2 separate regions of the Mus musculus genome follow, and region 1 is linked to region 2. The links are chromatin contacts, called in public Hi-C maps. All regions are on one chromosome and are shown on one strand. The core of a region is the stretch at or near the end of the contact, and the rest is flanking DNA. Distances in the headings are between cores, read along the strand shown.

Region 1 (2,700 bases), core at 103-2,602, 510 kb before region 2:
TGGGCTATAATTTTTGTTGGTATGGATGTGTTTGGGTTTTTGTGACTCTAGGGTAAAGCCACACACAGCCTGTGTGTTCTGGGCATACACTTGTCCTCTGAGCTGTACCCCAGCTCCACAAATGAGTATATTGTAAGTTTAAATGGCCACCAGAGGCATATAGTGAATATAAAGTTTTAGAGATCCTTGGAGAGGACTTTATAGATCAGTCACTCCCTCTGTCTATGACTGAAGGCTCATTTGAGCAGGGCTGCAGGCTCATGTAAGGACCCTCTTCTTTGTACTTGTTAGGTTTGCTTGAACTCTGTAGCTCAGAACTTAGCATTTCTTTCCCTAACCACAAAGGTTGCCTTTAATTTGACCTTCCCTCCTTTGTGTACATTTAAACATCTGTTTTCAAAGTTCACTCCCTCTTTTAGGTCTTCTCTTACCTTGTAGACAATGAACATAAACCCCTTATAGGGAAGTAACTAACTCTCCTTGTTAAAGCATCCTCCCAGGCCTGTGAGATGGCTCAGCAGGAAAGGGAAGAGAGAACTCACTCTCTTACATCAGATCCTGACACATGCACACGTGTACGCACGCATGCATGAAAAATAAGTGTTTTGTTTTGTTTTTAATTCTTTTTGCCCATTTTCTGCAACAGAAAGGCTGTAGAGCAATGACCAATGACCGAGGAAAAGTTTATGTAAAATGTGGGTAATGTGGCCCTTCTCCCAGAAGCCTGACTGAGAGAACTGAACATTGAGTTCTTACAATGGTCAGCACACAACATGCATGTCATGTGTAGACGCCATACAGCAAATCTACTCATTGTACTGCTGCTATGTGTTGTTAATGTGGTTTAAACGCCGCTACAGAGTCATGATGCCTCCCACATACGTCTGTGTGGTTTGGGCCGAGAGCTTCTCCCTCCAGGGTGCCTAGACCTGTGTGTTCAGGAGGGTGTGATGGTGCCTGTTGGTTCTAGCGTTTCCCTGTTTGCCTCCTGTGCCGCCCTCTGCTGCCTTGGGAGTGGTCTAATGCAGGTGATCCTCCCTGGCTTCTGGGTCTACTCTGAGTCTAAAGATGTCACTGTATAGCAGTGAACCTCCTGTGGTGGTCTTCAAAATGCCTGCTCTTTGTGAGAGTAGTCATCTGGGCTGCCGCTGAGAGCCAAGAACTCGTGTTCTTCAGACTCCTAGATCAACCGCTGCTTTTCTTCTGGTCTTAAGATTATGATTTTTAGGTGAGGGTAGCACCTCTGGCACATAGCTGCTGCTCAGAGCATTTCAGTAAGAGTCACAGGATCCAAGCATTCATCATGACATACATAAGTACTGTTGGTTTTACTTTTAGGAAAAAGTAAGTGTGTGCATGTGTCTGTTTGTTTTGAGTCAGGTTCTTACTAAGTTGTCCAGGATGGCCTTGACTTGGGATCTTCCTACCTCAGCCTCCCAGGTAGCCAAGCTAATGGCTCCTATATCTCAGGAGTTCCAAATTTCCACTTATTTGCTTATGTGTGGGAAGGGCGTATGCCACAGCTCCTATGGAGGGTAGAAGCCAGTTTGCAGGAATTAGTTCTGCCCCTTCACCATGTAGGTAGGTTCTGGAAACCAAATTCAGATCATCAAGCCTGGTAGTAAGTGCCTTTACCTGCTAAGCCATCTCAGTGGCGAGGGAATTTTTTTGGTTTTTTTAGAATAGATTTTTTTGTTGTTGTTTGTTTGGTTTTGGTTTTGGTTTTGGTTTTGGTTTTGGTTTTTCAAGACAGGGTTTCTCTGTATAGCTCTGGCTGTCCTGGAACTCACTTTGTAAACCAGGCTGGCCTCTAACTCAGGCCTGCCTCTGACTCCCGAGTGCTGGGAGTAAAGGTGTGCGCCACCCAACTGGGTCATGGTGGCACATGTCTTTAATGCCAGTGGTACAGAGGCAGGGGCAGGAGGATCTCTGAGTTCTGGGCCAGCCTGGTCTACAGGATAGCCAGGCTACACAGAATAACCCTGTCTCAAACCACCACTTCCAACCACAAAAAGAAAAGAATAGTATTTATATAAACATAGAAAGTTCTCAATAGAAAATGTCATAAGTTGAATTTGAACTATTGTGAAGTTAGTTGTTTCCTAGGCTTTCCTTTGGAAACCAACCGACAGGGCATGCTGTTTCTTCATTGTAAATGAAGCCAGACAAGCGGCCTACAGAAAATAAGTGTTAACTACTATGAATTCACATAACTTCATTAAAAGATAAGGGATAACCGGACTTTTCTTTTTTTTTGAGGTAAAACCTTTTCTCCTAGATATTAGTTTATTGAACAGTCTTTCAGAGCTGGGTACTGTTCTGAGTGTTTATTGACATTAACTTGTGTGCCCTCCCAGTGGCCCTTTGAGGAAGATGTGGCTGTTACATGCTTGTCAGAGGAGATATGCGAGGCATGGAAAAGATTCAGACTTGTGTGGCTGTACACCCAATGATGGGTGCCCAGCCTGAACCTAGAATGATGGGTGCTGCAGCCTGAGATCTGGGATATCTCAGTGATCAGGCCTCCTTTCTCAGGCTCTGGTGAGGTTTGACAAAGGACTGGAGGGTCTCAAAGCATCGATGGCTTTAGGGAGTGTGGAGCACAGACCTCCTAGGACTGGCCTCATCTCTGCAGATTGAAGTTATAAAATGTAGCTTTTGAGTTGTACTCCATGTGTAGTTGGAGCCTCACTGGCCTGG
Region 2 (2,700 bases), core at 40-2,539:
TTGGGTCAAGGGTGGGGTGGATGTGTACACTACAGGGGCCTGACTGATGGCGGACCTTGTGCCTGCAATATGCAAAGGACCCTTGAAACTCACTAGGAGGGAAATACAACTGGTTGAAGAAAGAGCCAGGAGATTGGAGCACATCTCCCTAAGTGGAGGGCGGCAGATAAGGGCATGAGGAGGTACTGAGTCTCTGCAGTCACGGGCGTATAGACTCGCATGCAGATGCCATGGTCAGAGCGATGGCTGGGCAGACTTAGGTGCTGCCATCTGCAGTCAGGGCTGGGCACTGCTGTTGGCGTGGGGCATCTGGAACTTTGATGCACTGCCTGTGAAATGGTAGACACAATTTAGGGAACACTTCAGAGTTTTGTCCCTCCACCTGAGCAGTGTGGCAGAATCTGGTCTGTGACAGTGGTCTGTGTGAGTCTCCCGCACAATTATTTTCACAGCTGCAGGAACATCACCCTTGCTTTCTCCTCCATTGCAGCATCCGTGTACCCCACCCTGTGTAGGTACACATGGACTTTGTTTTCCTTTCTTTGCAGTTCAAATAATGTCACGGGAGAAAGCTTTGCGTACTGTGTCACAGTGTGTCACATAGCACGTCCCCAAGACTGGACTAGCCTGAACTCTGAAGGGTAGGAGTTCCAAGGGGTTGTGGAGATCCTGCTAGCCTCCTTCCCCGACCTTAGGTAGATGCTGGTCTGCCACATGACTAGGCCGTTCGGCGTCTATGTACCTCTCACCTCTCTTCCCTAGCCAGATTGGCATTTTAACGTCTGTTTGAGGCTTTGCCCTCTTTCCATTTTAACCTGCTAGTTTCTGTTTCAGGATTTCTGACTGTGAGGAATCGGTTCCTTGTCTGAATGTTTCCATTGGCAATGCTTTTCTCTTGTTTGCTGGTTTCCCCCTTTGTCTTCTTAAGCTTTACACAGTTTGGTTTTGATAGCGCACAAGCATGCGTTACTGGTTCCAGTTATTATGAGCAAGTGCCATTGTCTGGGCCCACTCACGTGTCTGGTCAGCCAGACTGTGTAGGACAGCTGGGTGGGGAGGCCCGGTTCCTGTGCCCGGCATCCTCCCGCAGGCTGGTGCTGACACAGGGCCAGAAAGAAGAACACCTGCGGGTAGAGCCCAACCCTGGCTGGGTCTGCACACGAGTGCTTTCACACATGGCGGGAGCATCATTGCTGTGGCTGTAAGCAGGAGCAAGAGCAGCCTGGTCAGGGAGGGTAGTGACAGTCTCCACAGCCTGAGGTGGGTGCAGTGTGGAGGGAGGAGCTGCCAGGATCCAGGCTTTGCCCCTCTCAGCTCATGCACACCTCTCACGTGACCACTGAGCACGTGACTGGGCCTGTGATCTGTGTCACCATAATCACCCACAGGAGATTAGTGACTGAGGAGCGGGTTCCTGTTTTCAGGTGGCATGTATTCACTCTACGTGATTAGGGTTCTGTTGATATTCTGTGTATGTGCCTGTGTGTGTGTGTGTGTTGTGTGTGTGGTATAAGTGTGTGTATGTTGTGTGTGTATTATGTGTGGTATATGTGTATATGTGGTGTGTGTGCAGTGTATGTGTATGTGTGGTGTGTGTGGGTATATGTGTGGGGTGTATGTGTGGTGTGTGGTATATGTATATGTGGTGTATATGTGTGTGGTATAAGTATGTGTATATGTGCGTATGTATGTATGTGGTATATAAGTATGTATGTGTGGTATATATGTGTATGAGTGTGTATGTGTGTGCATGTGTGTGGTATGTGTCTGGTGTGTATGTGGTGTATTTCAGTGTGTGGTATATGTGTATGTGTGTGTATATATTGTATATGTGTATGCATGGTATGTGTGTGTATGAGTGTGTGTGTGTGTGGTGTGGTATATGTGTATGTGTGGGATGTGTGTGTATGGTGTACTTTGGTTGTTTCCCTCTTTTGTCCCCCTTTCTTTCCTGGTAGTCCACTTCCTCTTGTAGGGTAGTCCCTTCTGCATGTCCCCCCTTCCACATGAGAGGAGCACGTGAGCAGGCCAGCATGCAGTGTTTGTCTTTCTGAGTCGAGCTTATTTCCCTTAGGGTGACATCTCTAGCTCCATCCACCTTGTGGCAGATGCCATGATTTCGCTCCTCTTTATGGCCAAATAGCACCCCAGTGTATGCCTATCACAGGCCCTCTTTATCTGTTTCTCTGCTGATGGCACCAGTGCTGAGGCCATGGCGTGGCTGTTGTGACTGTTGCTACAGGAAGCACATCTGTGAAGGCATCTCTCTCATCTGCTCCTGTATTCCTGTGGGCGCCATAATGAGTGGAGTGCCTGGGTCACAGGGGAGATGCACAGTCCCCTTGGTGTGCTCCTGGGTAAGCACAGCCCCCAACCCCCAGCGGTGTAGAACTCAGAGGATGGGCTGGCACTGTGGCAGGGATGGTACTGCCCTGTCTTCCGGCCTGCCACCCATACACTCAGCAGCCTAGCTAAGGGGCTGGTCGTGAGATGTGGGCAGAATGGAAACGCGCCAGCCTTAGGCTAACCTCCAGGTGTGCTCCAAAGGAGTTCAAAATATCAAAGCGCAAAAGCATGAGCCCAAACTGCAGCCTTGCCAACCCATGAACTACCTCTGAGTTTCCCACGATGCTGCGCTCATCTGGGGAGCCGAGCTTCGGAAAGGGAACTGTGGATGGGGAGGGTGGGGGCTTCCCTTTT

The links. Hi-C and Micro-C count contacts between places; a contact is called where the count stands out from the background.
Region 1: a contact with region 2 is called in a Hi-C map of Th1 cells, with 5 times the contacts expected there. The contact joins two enhancer-like sites. A contact is called at or near these places in 4 of 39 promoter capture datasets (3T3-L1-derived adipocytes, embryonic stem cells, frontonasal cranial neural crest and 1 more), 1 of 484 Hi-C or Micro-C datasets (Th1 cells) and 1 of 115 datasets of contacts at active chromatin or transcription factors (embryonic stem cells).

What each region holds. Positions count from the first base shown.
Region 1 is chr13:53,362,888-53,365,587 of GRCm38.p6, reverse strand. All of the region lies in intron 5 of Sptlc1 (serine palmitoyltransferase, long chain base subunit 1), which reads left to right. Among named protein-coding and RNA genes, the nearest start is that of Sptlc1, 13 kb to the left of the region's middle. Within about 2 kb of position 1,352, at least 8 of the 459 cell types and tissues checked have an H3K27ac peak or open chromatin away from gene starts, as enhancers often do. A contact at or near this core is called in Th1 cells, where this site is marked.
Region 2 is chr13:52,848,085-52,850,784 of GRCm38.p6, reverse strand. All of the region lies in intron 6 of Auh (AU RNA binding protein/enoyl-coenzyme A hydratase), which reads left to right. Among named protein-coding and RNA genes, the nearest start is that of Gm33315, 20 kb to the right of the region's middle. Within about 2 kb of position 1,289, at least 61 of the 459 cell types and tissues checked have an H3K27ac peak or open chromatin away from gene starts, as enhancers often do. A contact at or near this core is called in Th1 cells, where this site is marked.